Regions from separate parts of the Mus musculus genome. Here region 2 is linked to region 1. Evidence: chromatin contacts called from public HiChIP or PLAC-seq data. All regions are on one chromosome and are shown on one strand. The core of a region is the stretch at or near the end of the contact, and the rest is flanking DNA. Distances in the headings are between cores, read along the strand shown. Region 1 holds the start of Josd1 (Josephin domain containing 1). Region 2 holds the start of Adsl (adenylosuccinate lyase).

Region 1 (3,072 bases), core at 183-2,682:
CTTCGATTGCTATTTAGCATTGTATGGCCAGAAAAAGTTCAGTTTCAGAATACATTGCTATCTGGCTGGGGGGAAAGACTGTCCTTCTCACTATAGGACTTTGCCTAGAAAGGATATATATTCTGAATACTTGCTTTTCGAATTGAATGTTTTGGAGAATAAATATAAAAAGTAACAGTTGAGAGGTAATTCCTAATCATCTTTACATTCTCTTTCTGAAAACAATTTGGTCCAAGCTCAAACCCTTAATTCACTATAGACATAATGATTTCAAACAACTTGATCGACTTCTTTGGGCTGTATTTTTCTCCCTGAAAAAGAAAAAAAAAGTCTAATTTGCTTAACAATAATTAATTACTCATCAGTTAATTAATAGATGTTTACAATAATTCTGGTTGAACAGCAAGTCCCTAGGAGATAAATCCTATGTAAATACACTGTAACAGTTTGGTAGTTTACACATTACACACACACACACACAAAAAGATAATTCAAAAGTAGTCTAGGTAGAGGATGCCCTATCATGTGGTAATCTCTCAGATGTGTTGCACAATACTGTTGATTGGGGTGATCATGAGGATTAGAGAAACCATTACTTTGAAAGTGCAAATCTGTTGTTTTCCCTAACAAAAATCCGATAGGAAGGCAAGTTAGAAACAGTGACTTAATTTAAACCCATGGGAAACTGTAAATAGTCTGCCTTTGGACACAATGTACTCAGCTAAACTCAAAATACGGAGCTCTAGTTGGTAGAGTGCTTGTCTTGCATTTACCAAGGTTCGATCCCTTGCCCTGAACAAATTGGACATTCTTGGTTACGTAATGAGTTTGAGACCAGCTGAACTAGAGAACACACACGCGCACACACACACACGTCTAAAAAGAAGGATCAGAAGGGAAAAGAAAACACAGAAAGGAAGGCTTGTGACAGCCATCAAGAGAAGGTTGCTGATCAAAAGGGCAGTGGTTTGTGTGAAGTGAACTGGAATACGACACCAAGGATCTGAAATAGAACTCAGGTTTCCATTTGAAATATGACTCCCGGCGAGAGTCTTGCCCTCAGCTCTCAAAGAAAACTGGAGGCGGTCGGGTTCACCAACCAAGATTACGCCCGACCGCGTCGGTAAAGTGTTAGGAAATCTGATGAACATAAGTGGGCCAGGGCAGCCGCTGCCCGGGCTCAAGAAAGCACTCTGCCGGGAGGAGGGCCCTGCGGCGTCCAGGCGGGAGTGGGCGCCGGGGCGGAGCTGCGGCGAAGCGACAAGTCGACCTCCCCCGCTACCGCGGAGCTCCACAACCCTGCACAACGGCTCCGCGACCTCTAAGCACCTCCACCGGACCAACAGCCCGCGTTGGCTACGTCACACAACGTCAGGGGTGACGCGAGGTTGGCAGGCGGGGTCAGCGCGGGGGCGTGTCTGGGGCGCGCGCGGAGTGAACGCCGCTGACGTCGGGCTCAGGTGCGCGTGCCCGCCCGCTCCGCCGCCTGCTTGTCCGCGCGTGGGCCAGGTGGCGGCCCGCAAGCTCCAGGTGGCGGCGTCGGGGAGACGAACAGTCCCCGCCGGGCAGGCAGCGGGAAGGAGCCCGGGACTGGCCTCACGTGACAGCAGGAGGTCGCTGCGGGGACGGTCAGCCCGGTGGGCCAAGGCTGCACCGGGCGAGGCAAGGCGTCCGGCCGCACCCTCGCGGGCCAGGCGGGACCTCCCCGCGGCGGCGCCCGGGCTGCCGTTCCCCTTTCCGCGGCTCCTCCCGCGCCGAGGCGAAGCGGCTCCTCCGCTGGGCCGAGTCCGCCAGTCCGCTGGCGGTCATGGAGCGCTATCCCCGGAGCCCCCGCGCGGCCCGCGACCTCACGCCCTCCGATCCTCGCTAGCTCTTGGCATTGGGCCTTTTCTCCGCCACCCAACCCGGTCTTCGGAGCCTGTGGTGTTGTGATTCGGACGAAATGGAAGAAAAGGAGCGATGTGACCCCTTCGGTTCTGCCCTCCTGCATTGAGGCCTAGTTGGCATCTGCAGAGAGGAAAACACGGCCAGGAAAGCGTGGTGTTTCTTTTTTTCCAAAGGGGGTGGGAGGGGAAGGCGGCAGCCAAAGGGAGGAATCCTACGTTTTATATGTTTTTTTTTTCTTTGTTAATTCTACACTTTGAAAGTGTTGGCTAAATAAACTAATCCAAAAGTTATTTTTTCCTATCGAGAAGACAGAAAAAGGTAGATTTTTTTTTTTGTCCCTTTTGATTCCAACCTTTCCTCCCAGTGACAAAGCATAAATCATGAACACCAGAGAATAAATAGGTGAATCTCAGGAATCCGAAGACAGAAACCTAGACTTTCCTCAGGAGGGAAGGAGCGGAGTGTTTAGCGGCTCTGCCTGGAACCTAAATCGAAAAACATGAGTTGCGTGCCATGGAAAGGAGACAAGGCCAAAGCTGAATCCTCGGACCTTCCCCAAGCAGCGCCCCCACAAATCTACCATGAGAAGCAGCGCAGGGAGCTCTGTGCTCTTCATGCTCTCAACAACGTCTTCCAGGACAGCAACGCCTTCACGCGGGAAACGCTGCAGGAGATTTTCCAGAGGTAGGACTCCCCTGCTTGGCATCTCGATCCCCCCCACTTCTTGGTATTTCTGAGTTTGTGTGGGTGGTGCAGTGTCTCGGGGACAGAAACCTTCAAACCTACAGGTTTGGAATTTAGATGCTGGGGGCAGGAATGAGGCACACAGAAATGGCAGGCAGGTAGTCACCATCTATGGTCCATCTGTGGTGGACTAACCTCAGTTGTGCTGTCTCCACGGCTGGAGTCAGACAGAGGACTCCGTGTGGCATGTGTTATTCCCATTTGTGATGAAGACAGGGCTCAGTGGGTCCTATCTCCACTGGTGGTCACTGCTCTATTGCCTCCCTAACAGACCTGCCACCAAGGAGTTTACAATCTAGGAGGGATACAAAATACATCCACATTCAGCCATCTGTTACCAAAGGTGGGACATGGTGGAAATCTCAAGAAAAGTATACCCACAATGCTTAGCTGTTCTGGGGCCATGTGCTGCCTGCCCATGGTGTGTCCTTCATTTGTTCT
Region 2 (3,072 bases), core at 206-2,705, 1.3 Mb before region 1:
ACCAGTCATGCGTGGGGTTTGTGTGTGTGTGTGTGTGTGTATGTGTGTGTGTGTGTGTGTGTTTGAGCCAAGGTCTCAGTGTGCTGTTCTGGCTGGCCTGGAACACGCTATATAGATGAGGTAGGAGGTAGGCCTCAAACTCACAGAAACTCACCTGCCCCTGCTTCCCAAATGCTGGGGGTGGGGTGGGGGTGTTAACACATGTGCTGGGGAGATGGTTCAGCAAATAAGAGTCCTCATTGCTCCTGCAGAGACCTGACTCTGGTTCCCAGCACTCACGTGGCTGCTCAAAAGCACCTGTAACCCCAGTTCCACAGCATCATCTGACCTCCAGTGGCGCCTGCACTCACACAAGCCCATATCCACATGCAGCCACAGAACTACACAGAAAAATAATCCTTTCATGCTAAGTATCACATCTGCCTCTCGCTACTAAGTTGGTGCTCTAACAGATGATCCATATTCACAGCTGTGTATGCGTCAAGCAATTTGTAGACCAGATAAACCTTACACTTCAGTTTCAGCTTGAGGGCACTTACAAGCTAAGGAGACACTGGCAACGGTAGTAGAGACAGAGAAAGGCAGAGAGAGAGAGAGAGAGAGAGAGAGAGAGAGGAAGAAGAAGAGGAGGAGGAGGAAGAAAAAGAAGGAGGAGGGAGGAGGAAGGGAGGGAGGGAGGAGGGACGAGAGGACAAGAAGGCAAGAACACAAGAAACAATTTTGAAGGCACCAAATAAGCTTTCCCAAAGGCAGAAAGCAACCAACAGGCCGACCTAGCTGTGATGCCCATGAACTACAACAACCAGCCCGGCATAACAATCCTAAGGGTGCATTTCGTGGTGGTTATGCCCTCCTCGTGCTCATGCGAAAAATGACCATCAAGTTTGCAACGTACTTTTTAAAAGAATAATCTACTTGTTTTCTGTGTGTGTGTGTGTGTGTGTGTGCATGTGTGAGCGCACAGAAGTCGAAGGACAACTAATAGAAGTCAGGTTTCGCCTTTCTCACCATGCTGAACCCGGCTCAAACTCATGTCGGATAGCTTGGCGGGAAGCGCCTTTCCCCCTGAGCCTGCAAAGGTATAAGTAGCATTCCACTTGAAATGCGCTGTGGGAGGACGCAAACACACATAGCCTTGCCCAAACCGAAGTCCTCCAAAGGATGTGCAGGGCTCTGGGACTGTTGCCGAGGCAACAGGTGCTCGGGCCGTGACCTCCCTCGGGACAAGAGGCCCGGCCAGTTACCTGTTCGGCCTCCGCCAGCCACAGCCACAGCTGCCGCCACGTCTGGAACTTGTACCTGTCGCTGAACAAGAAACACATCTCGCGGCTGGCGTAGCGGGCCGCCAGCGGAGAACGGTAACTTTCAGCACTGCCAGGGTCGCCGGATGCAGCCATTTTCAACACGCGACCAGGACGCGGCGGACACCAGCAGCAGGGCCAAAAGCGGAAGGGTGGCGTGCGTGGGGCGGGACTTCCTCCCAAGGCCCCGCCCCGTGTGTAACGCCGGCCTGGAAGGCGAAGATGGTTCAAGTTTGGCTCGTCGCCCCTGAGGGTCAACGCTTTTCTCTTGGTTTCTACGAATCTCTGCCCCACGCTGTGCCTCCTCAGTTTTTCCATCTGAGGAAGGCACATTAAGACCCGCGTTTAACCCAGAAAGGAAAGTTGCAGAGGCATTCGGAGGGACGCCAGGAAGGCGCCCTAGTGGACACTTGGAGTACTGCAGTCCCGCTGGAGACAGGCTCAGCTGGAGACCGAAACTCTTAAACCGCGGTGCTGGTTCCGATCTCCGGAAAGCAGCCTGTCAGAATTATTCCACGCGTGGTGGCTCGAGAACAAAAAATTCAAAGTTTTTGTATCAGAATAAAGCTGAAAATAGCATACATTAAAAAAAAATAGCCGGGCGTGGTGGCGCACGCCTTTAATCCCAGCACTCGGGAGGCAGAGGCAGGCAGATTTCTGAGTTCGAGGCCAGCCTGGTCTACAAAGTGAGTTCCAGGACAGCCAGGGCTATACAGAGAAACCCTGTCTCAAAAAAAACAAAAATAAAAAAATAAATAATAATAATAATTTGAGGTCAGCCAGGTCTCCAGAGCGAGTTCCAGAACAGCCAGAGAAAACCTGTCTACAAACAAACAAACAAACAAACAAACACAAAACAGAAAACAAAAAGCCTCGTCCAGCAACATAAAGAGACCCACACGAGGCATGGTACATTAGATCTGAACACTGCTCCCTCTTCCCCACACAACCGCTCCTTAGTGTCTCCTCTTCCTGAGCTTAAGACTTAGCTGTTGCCAGAATAGTTTGTACATCAGATAAACCTACCAGACACCTGCGCCCAAGGTCCTCGATTGGATTGGAGGCTGTGGGCCGATGTATGCTGAAAAGAACGTGTTCCTGGAACTTTGTACTCTGGACTGATTCGGGGGTATAGTTGCTTGGATATGCTGTAGCAGCTCACTGTTCTCTTCCACAGAGATCCTTGCAGAGCCAATCCTTCCCAGGCTCCAGGCTCCAGGCTCCAGGCTCCAGGCTCCAGGCTCCAGGCTCCAGGCTCCAGGCTCCAGGCTCCAGGCTCCAGGCTCCAGGCTCCAGGCTCCAGGCTCCGTAGTGCTCTCTCCCGACTCTGCTTCACTTGGCCTCTGGTTACTTTTCCTCATTAAACCGTAGCTTCAGCTGTTAGCTTTCTACTTGGTCCTGTTTCCTTTTCTGACTTTATTTTTGCGAGACAGAGTGATACACTGTAGCCTTAACTGGCCTGGGACTCACTATGTAGAGATCTGTCTGTCTTTGACTCCTGAGTGCTCAGATTAAAGGCATGGGTCACCAGCCCAGGTGGTTTTGTGGTGGTTGTTGTTTGGTTTTTGTTTTTTAATGCATGGACTTCTGCTAAATATCATCAGCTACCTTAGTTCTGGTTACTGTGGAGGCCCCTGCTTTTTGGCTTGTCTCCTCACTAACCACTCCCAGCAACTCCATGGATGTCGGTCCAGTCCCTTTGGCAAGTTATTTAATCTCTTGGCAGTTAGAATTCTTGCCTGAAAACTATGGCTGATGCCCCCAGGGGCAC

What was found. HiChIP or PLAC-seq counts read pairs in DNA pulled down with a chosen protein or histone mark.
Region 2: a FOXA1 HiChIP or PLAC-seq map of pancreatic cancer cells shows a contact between it and region 1. The contact joins the promoter of Adsl here to the promoter of Josd1 in region 1. A contact is called at or near these places in 2 of 115 datasets of contacts at active chromatin or transcription factors (large pre-B cells and pancreatic cancer cells).

What each region holds. Positions count from the first base shown.
Region 1 is chr15:79,686,232-79,689,303 of GRCm38.p6, reverse strand. Josd1 (Josephin domain containing 1) reads left to right here and starts at 1,432. Exons shown (of 4, transcript NM_028792.3): 1 at 1,432-2,571. The coding sequence starts at 2,387.
Region 2 is chr15:80,946,873-80,949,944 of GRCm38.p6, reverse strand. It overlaps Adsl (adenylosuccinate lyase), which reads right to left and starts at 1,455. Exons shown (of 13, transcript NM_009634.6): 1 at 1,245-1,455. The coding sequence starts at 1,397.